Regions from separate parts of the Ovis aries genome. Here region 1 is linked to region 2. Evidence: chromatin contacts called from public Hi-C data. All regions are on one chromosome and are shown on one strand. The core of a region is the stretch at or near the end of the contact, and the rest is flanking DNA. Distances in the headings are between cores, read along the strand shown.

Region 1 (6,094 bases), core at 991-3,490, 170 kb before region 2:
GAGTCTTAACCAGTGGACCACCAGGCAAGTCCTTGAGCTGCTACATTTTTAGGTTCTTTTTTGCAGCAATTTTGCCCACATAAACCATTACCAAGTCATAATGTACTGTGCAACTGCAAAGTATTTTTTTTCAGTATTATTATTCTAAGCTCAGCTCTCTACCAGCTTAATTTTTATGACATACGCCAACCTGTTCATTTTAATAATATGTTCACAATAATAAAAATATCTGCATTGCCACTCTACAATTTCTCTTAAACTGTAACTGTTATCATGACAATTTTAAAGCAAGAAAATTCAGTGGTTCCTAACACCAATTATCCAAGCTTGGATGATCTGATGCAAGAAACAAATAAGTCACACCCTATGAGAGAAGCCACTTATGGACTAGGTTGTTCTCATTTACAACCCATGAAACAAACCCAGAGAACCAAGCAATGGGGTGTGATTTAGAAGCTCCAGGGAGGCCCTCCTCTTTCAGCCTTGTGGAGAAAGGAACACAACTTTAAAAAAAAAAAAATTAATGGTAATTTGGGTTGCCAATGCTATAATAAGGATTTCTAGCCTCTCCTACTTGATTCATCCAAATATCACTGTCAATTATGCTTTGTATGCTGTGGGTGCTCAGTGGTGTCCTACTCTTTGCAACCCTTTGGACTGTAGCCCACCAGGCTCGTGTGTTCGTGAAATTCTCCAGGCAAGAATACTGGAGTGGGTTGCCATTTCCTGCTCCAGGGAATCTTCCCAACCCTGGAGATGGAACCGGGATCTCCTGTGGCTCCTGCCTTGCGGGCAGATTCTTTACCTGCTGAGTCAGCCTTGGAGGCACTGCTTTATTCTTTTGTTCCCAAACTCAAGAGTTCATAACGACTCCAGCTCTTTACCCTGGCTTCCAAGACTCTAGAATCTGCTCCTACTTGGCCTTCAATCTCATTTCCCATCAGACAGAGACCTTTCCACGGAGTGGACTCCCCAGGCTTGACCGACAGCAGGTACTGCCCATCCAGTGATCACACTTTCTCTCCTAGGAAAGGGCAAGTGATGGCTGCCAGTGTCCCTGAGTTCCTACTGCCCTGTGATTGCAGGAGACAGGAAGAGAGTTCCCTTACAGTAATTCTCAATATCATTTCAAAAATACAAGATTAAATCTTCTGTGGCCTCTAGCAGAATCCTCCTGAGCTCTTTAAACCATCAAACCATCTCCATGCCCCACAGATAAATGGAGCTCCTTTACCACCCATGATTCTCTGATCTGGCCCCAAATGACTTACAGGATTCTCCTGTACAAACTACATCCCCTCCTGCCCGATTCTGCTATCATTCTCGATGTGGTCTCACCCTACTGAGTTCTATGTTCCTGACTCCAGTCTCTTCCTGCATGCAATTGAATCCCCCCAACTTTGCCACCCCAGTCACCTCAGAAAATGCTCCTCTCCCAATGCCAGTCCTCTCGGCTTTTACAAATTTCACCCATCACTCTGTCCCATATCTGTGAGAGGACCCCGCAATTCAAACCAGAACATGTAGCAGCAGCTCAGCAAATGTCTGATGATCTCATCACTTTGAATTGTTGAGTTGAGATGTGCAGTAAGTCACTTCAGTCATGTCTGACTCTGAGACCCTGTGGACTGTAGCCCACTAGGCTCCTCTGGCCATGGGATTCTCCAGGCAAGAATCCTGGAGTGGGTTGCCATGCGCTCCCCCAGGGGATCTTCCTGACCCAGGGATAGAACTCGCATCTCTATGTGTCCTCCATCAGCAGTTCTTTACCACTTTTGCCCCCTGGGAAGCCCATGTATCACTCTTTGCACTCCTTTATTTAAATTCCTGATAATAATAATATAATCATTTATTAACTGAGTCCACCCTCAGATTTTCCAGCTCAGCGGTCTGGGTGGAGCCTGAGAATTAATATTTCTAACAAGTTCCCAGAGGGTGAGGCTGATAGTGGGAGGACCATATTTGAGCACCACCACCCTCTGCATCCCCCAGCCCTAAACCAAGTATCTTCAAGCATACTGACAAGGTAAGCCCCCTTACTTGTCAAGGAGGACAATGCTGTGGGCTGGATTCCATCCCTCTCAGCCATCGCAGGAACATCACAGACAAGGAAACGAAAGCTATGAGTCAGGAGACTCTTATTGTCCCCTGTTAAGCTACTGATGGGTTCCTGTGAGGGTGTGGGAGCCAAGCTGAGAAGCCCTGGTGAGTGCTGAGCACAAAGGAGGACGAGCGTTACAGGTGAAATTACAGCAGCTACCAAACAGACCGGCGGCGTGAGTCATGCCAGCGCTATGTGAGAAGCAGTATTACGACAGAACGGATCCCAAGGCCGCTGACAGCTAGCTCTGACAGGCCCTCTTATCCACAGGAACAAAGTACAGGCTGTGCTCTAGGTGAACCTCCAGGGATCGCTTTAGCCCAGATCCCTGACAGTCTAATAGGAGATTTTCCTTTTCATGGCGACGGAGCCGTTCTCTCCTGATGCCTTTCTGAGTATGTGTGTGGCTGATAACAGACTCATTTCCCTCGGAAAATGTCCTTTCCTTCTCTCCCTCTCTCTTTCACAATTCTGGATTTCCTTAAAGGAATGAAAGGGGGAGAGAGAGAATGAAGGAATAAACAGCAATTTTTCATGATATTCCCTTTCCATCTCATGCTGATGGGTCCAGACTATAAACGTCAAGGCCAGGGGACAGCCTCTCACCTGCCTTATTCACTTCCCTGGTGAAGTAGGCACCTGGACAGCCTCATCCACATCCCTCATGGGTACCAAGCTGCCATCATCGTGCGGTCAAGCCCTCCCACCTCTCGATCATCTGATCATCCGGGAGCAGGAGCCAGAGGGCTGCTCCTGGAAGCCACAGGGCACCTGATAGCTGCGGCTGTCCCTGGAATCCTGTGGGAAAGGGGGAAGGGGCAGAGCTGTTCGCCCAGGCTGCTTCTCCTCCATTTATGGCCTCCAGGGTATCCCACCACCTCCCTTGCCTCAAACTGTCTGGGCCTCTCAGATAGCAAGTGACTCATTTTCCATCCATCAGAGATGAGACTTAAATAAATAAAAAGGTACTTCGTGGGGCGGCTGGGCCTAATGATAAGCAATTATAGGAAGCCAAACGAAGGCAGTGCTTTGTGCGGGGCCTGTGAAATTGGTTAAGCAAAAAGAATAATGGCCCGTTTCGGTGATTCATCCCTCTGCTCATTTCAGAGGGAGCATTATCTCAGTTAAGTGATGCAATTAATATGAAAATGAGAGAATCATTGTTTAAGGAGATGAGAGGGAAGCGGAGAGGGGGCCGGATGCCACAGTGGAAGAATAAGGGCCACTGAGATGGAAATTTGCATAGGTCAGTAGCAATGTGGCGCCTCTAGCACAGATTCATAGCTTAGTGTGCATTGTAATACATCGCCATTAAATTCTCATTATGGTGACCTGTGTCTAACACAATTCAATTTTTCAGAATCTTAATGATAAAAAGTTAATTACACTAAGGTGAACACCTTTTGTACTGGGCCTTAAAATAAAACATAGAAAGGGCATTGTGAGTACCTCAGGACACTGCCAGGGAAGGTTGAGGGGGGGTGTTAAATTACTGTTTTATTAACCATAACATGATTTGCAGGTTGATTGTGTGTGTGTGTGTGTGTGTGTGTGTGTGAGCTTTGCAGATCTTTTGTAATGAAGTCAAGAGTGATAAATAAGGTGTTTGCCTCTTCACTTTTCTTTTTTGCTTCCCTGCTTCTCTGTTGGTATTTTTCCACTCAGTAGCTGGCAGACAGTATTCCAAGGGCCGGTTAACATCTTTGGACGTAGAAAAGGAAGAGGACAGGGATTGAAGTGGAGTGTGTGGTGGAGAGCTCAGAGGGTCATGAGTCATGGTGACAGGTGGGGGCTGTCACCAGCTCACTCTGTGTTTTGGCCATGGCGTGTCATACCCAAAGGGCTCCAAGCAGAGATGGGGAAAAGAGCATGACCTGGTTTTTACAGCACAGAATCACCTGTAGCTGCTGCCTCTTTTCTGCTCTGTGTTGCCGACTTTAAAAAATGTACAGTGTGAGAGTTTCAAGTTAGGTTTTATTTGGGCCCAAATAAGGAATAGCTCAGGAGAGCACATTTCAGATAGCTCTGAGAAACAGCTCCAAAGAGGTAGAGGGAAGGTCAGTATATATGTGACTTCAGTGAACAGGGAGTTCACTCAATCAAGCACATATTTTTGCAGGTTTCTGCTAGTCACGGGAAGCAGAGGTCACCATGAAGGACTTTATTGCTTTTCTAGATGTGAGGAGATGCAAGAACTGGGCTCGTAAAATCAGCTCTTGAAAATATCTAAGACCTGTTCTGCCAGATTTTCCAGAGCACAGAGAGTACCTCATTTCTGATCTCCATTCTGATCTCCTTTCAGGGGGTGTTGAAGGTCAGCAACTGCAGCAGCTCCTAATTTAATCTTTGTAGAGGTAGATGGGAAATGCCCTTGGCAAGTGCCAATTAGTAGTTGACAATGCCTTTGATCCAATTATCTAAACTCTCAGGGTTTTAGCATCCTCTTGGGAGAAAAAGATCATGTTACCTTTCTTGAGGGAATTGCTCTGAGGATTTGGGATCAAGAATATACCCTGGAGCCAAGGCATTGTGCTCTGGGGAAGAGAGAAACCTCGGATTGAGATTCTCCCTACCCAGGCCACTGCTGTGTGGAGATCCCAGGATAGGGAGGGAACCCCCATCACCATGACTGGCCAGGAGGCAAAAACTTTAATGGAAGACTTAGAGGGGTAAGAAGTGTTAAGTAGTGAGAAAAGGAAAAAGGAGTCCAGAATGGTGGAGACTGAAAGACAAAGAAGGGAAAAGCTCCCAAAAATAGAACAAAGGAAGGTCCGAGGACCAGAGTGAGAACCTCAGGAAAACAAACAGCCCTCCTGGCTAGCCCAAATTACATAGGGTAGGCTCAGGGGGAGGAGAAAAAAGCATATCAAAAGAGGAGCCAAAATTGGGCCATGGGTTTCTCTTCTCTGCATCTTTTGGGTCAGTCTGCCCTCACACCTCGAGGATGTATTTTCTTTTATTTTCTAAATAAAACGGAGCTGTAACACTGGTCCATCCAAGGAAATTACATGGGGCTGTAACACTGGTCTGTCCATTGCTTCAAATTTTTGTTGCGATGAGACAGAACCAAGGAAATTACAAATCCCCCCAACAGAAGGAAAGACAATATATTAAAACGCAAATTCATGTCAGGATAGCAGTGACATTCGCTTCAAAGGGAAAATGACAACACATCTCAAGAAACTCAAAGAATCATTCTGCCATAGACAGGACATTCCCATAAATTCACTCAGACTTCTCTTTGAAGGTCAGAGAATTGTTGATAATCACTCTCCAAAAGGACTGGGAATTGAGGAAGATGTGATTGGAGTTTATCAGGAGCACACAGGGGCTCATTCAGCCATTTAGATATTCTTTTTGTTTTCTTTCTTTTCCCTTAATTCTCTTTTATTTTTTAAAAGAATTCTTTTGTAATGTGGTGTTCAAACCAGAATTGAAAACTGGAACCCCCATCTCTAAAACATCTGGTCATTTGAATTCTAGTGCCTATGATTCATTATTGTTTATTTACATTGTGCTGTGTTTTGGTGATCATACCTCAGCCTGCTTCATATCACGCTCTCCTTTTTAAAAATTATATGAGTATAAAAAAGATAACTAATGAAAATTAAGATACAGCACAAAGAACCCTACTTAATGCGTTGTGGTGACCTGAATGGGAAGAAAGTCCACAAAGAATGGAATGTATGTATATGTATGGCTGATTCACCTTACTGTGCAGCCTAAACCACACAACATTGAAAAGCAACTGTTTGTTGTTATTCAGTTGCTAAGTCATGTCTGACTCTTTGAGACCCCAAGGACTGCAGCATATCAGGCTTCCCTGTCCTACATTATCTTCCAGAGTTGGCTCAAATTCATGTCTATTGAGTCAGTAATGCCATCCAACCATCTCATCCTCTGTTGCCCCCTTCTCCTCCTGCCCTCAATCTTTCTGAAAATCAGGGTCTTTTTGAATGAGTCAGCCCTTTGCATCAGGTGGGTAAAGTATTG
Region 2 (5,893 bases), core at 2,230-4,729:
CCCTCTTTCCCGCCCTGGTGCCAAGACAACCTGTGTTACTTAAAGCAGCCCTTGGTCTAGACCATCATCCAGCTCCCCCCAACCCTACACACACACCCCACACACAGATTATCAGCCAACAGAGCACCGGGGGACCTTGAGCCAGTCACGTCCCTCTGAGCCTCCTTCTCATCAACTATAAAGCAAGAAAACTGGGTTAGATGATCCCCAGAAAGTTCTGAAATTGCCCAATTCTGATTTTCCCGTGATTCTCTAATGATGCAAAGTCATCAGTTGACTAAGATCGAAGACACTTTAGAAATAATCTGTCCAGCATCTCCATATTTCATTTTCAAACCCTTTCATCACTTTTGCTACACGTACATGCCAGGTACCCTATATGGGCTCATCTATTTTTAGGTTAACTTTTTAATCAAAATGTATTGCAAAGGACATGTTTTACTTCTGTAAACAGAAGATCACAATCATTTGCCATGAACAGAATATAACTAAGAAGGCAACCTAAAAATATTCTAGCTGCCTCCTGTTGTCCCCACAAGGACCTCAGTCTGCTGTTTGCTCCTCTCTGTTGAAACGGCAACATAGCAAGTGTTAAAACGTGGGAAAGAGGGGACTTCCCTGGCTGTCCAGTGGGTAAAACTCCACACATCCACTGTCGGGGGCGCAGGTTCAATCCCTGCTCAGGGAACTAAGATCCCACATGCAACAGCAGGGAGGCCAAAAAAAAAAAAAAAAAACCATGCAGAAGTCATGCTTACCCCCAAGGAGACCTTCTCCTTATCCTACTTAGCGCTGGTCACAAGTCTCCAGGAGAGCTGGTGTTACTCAAACAGGGGATGGACGCCACCCAAGACTATTCCAAAGACCTTCACTATGGGTAAAATGTGCTTCACCACTGTCCTTTGTTTGCTATTGTAATTAGTCCATCCAATGCTGACTCAATCAACAGATGTGAGTGTGAGCAAACTCTGGGAGATAGTGAAGGACAGAGAGGCCTGGCTTGCTGCAGTCCACGGGGCTGCAGAGCTGGACACGACTGAGCGACTGAACAACAACTGCTCCGAACTGTCCATTTCTGCATCTTCACCATCATCTTCATCTGCGGGCATTTGCCAGGAAGTTGGGATGAGAAAGCAGGAGCACTTAGAAACTGTGTTAACCAAGCTCTCGGCCCGACTCACAGTGAGACGGAACAAACTGCAACATTAGAGTTCAGAGCTGAGAATGCTTTATTGCAGGGCCGAGCCAGGAGGGGGGTGACTCAGGCCCTAGAAAGCCTCAAGCTCCCTGCAGGCATTTAGCAGAGCATTTCTAAGAGCCGGGTGAGGGAAGAGGGTCGCAGAGTAAGTGATCAGACCGTGCACAGTTCTCTGATTGACAGCTGGTGAGGGAACAGGTGGTGTCACAGGGGTTAACTTGATCAGGCCTCAGGCTCCAGGAGCCCCAGGGCTTGACCTGTGCTCAAGGTCATCAAGTAGTTAACCTCTTCCTGTTGCCACACCTGCAAAACAACTTAGGAAATTTGCATCGGATACTGCTATCTAGGTGCTTAGAAGAGAAGTTAAATCGAGAGATAAAGGGGAAGGCCTGTCCTGGGAAGGCCCCGAAGGGTCCTGCTACCAGGGTTTTGGTTACAAACACACACACACACACACACACACACACACACACACACACACAAACTATTCCAAAACAATTTGGAAACAGTGCTGTTAACCCCACCCCCACTGTAAGGGGCGCAGGTACAGTCCCTGGTCAGGGAACTAAGACCCCCACATGCCACAGCAGCATGCCAAAACAATAAAAAAAATAAAAATAAAAAACCTGCAAAAGCCATGCTTACCCCCATGGAGACCTTCTCCTTGTCCCACTTGGCATGGGCAAGGGCCACCAGTCTCCGGGGGAGCTGGTATTACTCAACACAAGACTTCCCCAAGTCCACAGCGTCACACAGCTCAAGGAATCTCTGGCCTTGGGCCGTCCAATGTTGCTGCCTTTGCTGAAGGAAGCTCTGCCCAGGTACAACAAAGACAAACGTCTGCTGAACACAGGGGAGCTCCTGAGGTTTCCGCTTCTCCCTTTTGTCTCCTTCCAGACACTGTGTGGAAAGGATGGTGCATGCTCCTGTCAGAGTTGAGCACAGAGGCCAACTTCCCCGGGGAAGCCGGGGCGGGGGGGAGGGGTGGGGCGGCCAGAGAGAGAGCCAAAGGGCCAGCACTGCCTTTGAAGAAGGAAACAGAACAGACTCCATCTTGAAAGCAGGATTCCATCATGGCTGGACTGTGGACTTTGAGCTGTATGCCCAGTATCTATGGAAACGACGACATACCAACAGGAAAATCAGGCCCGCAGAAGGAAGAGCCCTAGGGCTCATACCTAGACTATCCCATCGCCTAAAGGAATACCCTAATTATCTGTGTAACCGCATAGAATCAATCATACATTCTATTATGCTTATTGAGGTATGACCACAGGCCTTCTGATAATTGTCCACTGTTAACTACCTAGGCTCAAGGCAGACGAATGAAGGGTTAACTTTGATTGCATCTTTCTTTTCCTATGTTCAAATTAGTTCCAGAGAATTTGGGGAGGTGGGTTTGAGCACATACACTTAGGGTATATAAGGTTTTCACAAAAGCTGGTCGGAGTCCTTGGCTAAGAGGAGACTCTGCCTTGCACCCGCCGGTGTCATAAACAGCACTCCGGTATCTGCGTTGTCCTTCTGAGTGAGTTTGTTTCCCGGAACGCGTGGCTACAACACCTTCTGTCTGCTTAGGATGGTGCAGGGGAAAAAAACGTGTCAATTGCTCAGCTTTGGATGCAATCTGCCTCCCAATTCTATCTTTTTACAGCAGCATGAATTTGGGCATTGTCCATCACCTGTGAGCTTTCATTTCCTTTTCAAAATGGCTCATGCACGTCCTCATTGTAGTGAATGTGAGAACTCACCCCAGGAGCTCCCCCAGCCAGGCACAGAGGTAACCACTCAGACACGGCTTAGGCTCGTCCCCTTTTAGCTCTTTTTTCCCCACAACATTAGCACTATTTATGGAAGTCCAAAATTCTCCCTTTTTATTTGTTTGTTTGTTTTGCCTTCCAAATTCTGAGTCTTATCTGCAAAGTAAAAGAGAGAGGGAGAGAGAGAAGGCTGTGAGTTTTCATAATCTAAGGGTCTTTTTCTATGACTTGATTATGGAAAGTGATGGATGGGAGCTGAGTGGAATGACAAAAGGGGAGAAAGACAAGAGAGGATAAAAACCACCCCAGCAAACCCAATCACCAGCCCCTCTTGAATAATCATTAAGCAGCCTGTTGGAAGCTTCAAGTCCCATTTTGGGGCTGAGAGAGTAACAACACAAACCTAGAAAATGTGGTACATTTTATCATAGATTTGAATTATCTTGGTTGGTTTTGCCTTTGAGGCTGTGGAGATGGGGAAAAGCACAAAGGAAAACAGGGAAACACTGCCCTCTGCTGCCTGTGTGGAAAATAGCAGCATAGATGCAAAAAAATTTCCATGATCAACTGAAAACACCCACGCCCACAATGTTTGCAAAGGAATCACTCTGACCAACCTGGAAAGCATATTAAAAAGCTGAGACATTAGTTTACCAACAAAGGTCCATCTAGTCAAAGTTAAGGTTTTCCCAGTGGTCATGTATGGATGTGAGACTTGGACTATAAAGCTGAGCACCGAAGAATTGATGCTTTTTAACTGTGGTGTTGGAGAAGACTCTTGAGAGTCCCTTGGACTGCAAGGAGATCCAACCAGTCCATCCTAAAGGAAATCAGTCCTGAATATTCATTGGAAGGACTGATGCTGAAGCTGAAACTCCAATACTTTGGCCACCTGATGACTCATTTGAAAAGACCCTGGTGTTGGGAAGAATTGAAGGCAGGAGGAGAAGGGGACAACAGAGGATGAGATGGTTGGATGGCATCACTGATGCGATGGACATGAGTTTGAGTAGGCTCCAGGAGTTGGTGATGGACAGGGAAGCCTGGCGTGCTGCAGTCCACGGGGTCACAAAGAGTTGGACACGACTGACTGACTGAACCGAACTGATGCACAGATATTTGACTTTGTGGAATGCATTTTCCCATCCAAAGCTGCCTTCAAAGTTTGTACAAATGATCAAAGAACAGAGACATGTCCTCCAATGATCGTGTTCTTCACTGGGCTTTGGTTTCATTTATCTGGACAGAAAATACTTTGATGTGATTTTTAAAAGAAAATGACATAAAAGTTATAAACTGAAAAAAAATCACTTTGTTTTTGCCCTCCTAAACCATACATAGATAGTTTTATTAGATTTTTATATACATACAAGCAAAGGTGACTGTATCATTTTTCCCCTTTCTTTCTCATGCAGTAATTAACTATTCAGTATTTTCCTGCTTTTGTCACATGTCTCAGAGATCTTTTCATTTTAGGACAGAGTAAGTTTCCTTGTTTTTTCTTCACTGACTATTTTACATGTAGAAAGAACATATTGCCAGTTTTGAAACCCTCTACATTGATTACCATCTTGCAAAATGTGAATGATTTAAAAATTTCAATATAAAAGTAACCTCCTTCAGCCCACACTTTCCCACAGACAAACATTGTCCGTGGCCTTTTGTAATAACCTTGCCTCCTGGCTGTATTTTTACTCCGGTCCTCCTGGTGATTAAAATCTCTCACCTTGGTATCCACTGCATTCCACAGCTGAACAGAGCTCCGTCGTCACTGAACTTTAGAAGCTGGTACTCAGAATTAAAAGGGCTTAATGTCACCAAGAATTCTATTAAAACACCCAGGGTGAAGGGAAAAAAAAAGCCTTCCGCTTCAGCTGAAATGTTCTTGTAAAGGGCAAAATGGAAAATACAAACACCACTGCCTTTTTCCTCTTGGATGCCACAACCATCAGCACCTCCTGAAAATGGCAGGGCTGCCAGCCATTGATGGAAGCCAGGTCTGGCTTTTTGTATGCGAAATGGTTAGAAAACAGTGTCTTCCAAGGCAGCTAGCAAGCCAGTGAGACTGTCAAAGGAAAACCCAATTATCCAGAGCAAACACTGACCATACAATTAAATTCTACCAGTCAGGAGAGCGTTTGATCATCTACCACTGGACTTTTCCAGAAACTTCACCCTGCATCAGTCTGAGCCATTCATCTGCCACCCAGTATCCCCCAACAAGTCTATAGTAGCTACACCATGGCTGCCTCCATCGCCTTGGTCCACCCTAGAGGTCACCTGTAGCATCACAGGAAGTTCCCATGTTCACAGGGATATTGCCATCAAGGACCTGTTTCTCTCTACCTGAGGGGGTGTTCTAACTACACAAGTAAAATAGGCCTTGGGAAGTTCAGGCATGCAGGGCAGAACCAAAGTGCCAGGGAATTAAAGTTCCCAAAAGCAACCCTCAATCAATGAGAGACAGGAGTTGGGAGATAAATATGCAGTCCTCTTGCCTCTTGCTGGGGCACTTAGAGTCTCAAACGACACAAGTGTGATTGTATCCCAAGTACCGATAATAGTGATCCACTCATTAATGCTTTTCTTATTGGCTTTTTTCCCTTCCCTACTCTTTCGCCTTCTTCCAGTGATCACGTGCTATGACAGTGATCAGGAGACAGAATACACCATGACTTAACCAGAGGAAGTGTAACACAAAGAACCATTATCTGTGGTAAAGAGTAACTGTATAAGGCACCCTATGGCTTAGGCTGAGCACCCACAGGCAAAGACGGGGGACATTCAAGCTTCTTTGGGAAAGCCCACAGGATAGTAGAGAAGTCTGTGGCTCTGGCTAGGCTGGAGCTGGTCTGGAGGGGCTGCAAGCAAGAAACCACCCTCCAGAGTCCTTTTGGGGGAGCAGTCAAGCACCACCTGATTTGTGGAGATGTGG

The links. A called contact is a pair of places that touch in the nucleus more often than the background predicts.
Region 1: a Hi-C map of hypothalamus shows a contact between it and region 2, with 5 times the contacts expected there. The contact joins two enhancer-like sites. A contact is called at or near these places in 3 of 16 Hi-C or Micro-C datasets (hypothalamus, liver and tail adipose tissue).

Annotation. Positions count from the first base shown.
Region 1 is chr6:109,681,712-109,687,805 of ARS-UI_Ramb_v3.0, reverse strand. It overlaps the pseudogene LOC106991216. Among named protein-coding and RNA genes, the nearest start is that of BOD1L1, 200 kb to the right of the region's middle. Within about 2 kb of position 2,240, at least 17 of the 54 cell types and tissues checked have an H3K27ac peak or open chromatin away from gene starts, as enhancers often do. A contact at or near this core is called in hypothalamus, where this site is marked.
Region 2 is chr6:109,514,412-109,520,304 of ARS-UI_Ramb_v3.0, reverse strand. No RefSeq gene overlaps it. Among named protein-coding and RNA genes, the nearest start is that of BOD1L1, 29 kb to the right of the region's middle. Within about 2 kb of position 3,479, at least 6 of the 54 cell types and tissues checked have an H3K27ac peak or open chromatin away from gene starts, as enhancers often do. A contact at or near this core is called in hypothalamus, where this site is marked.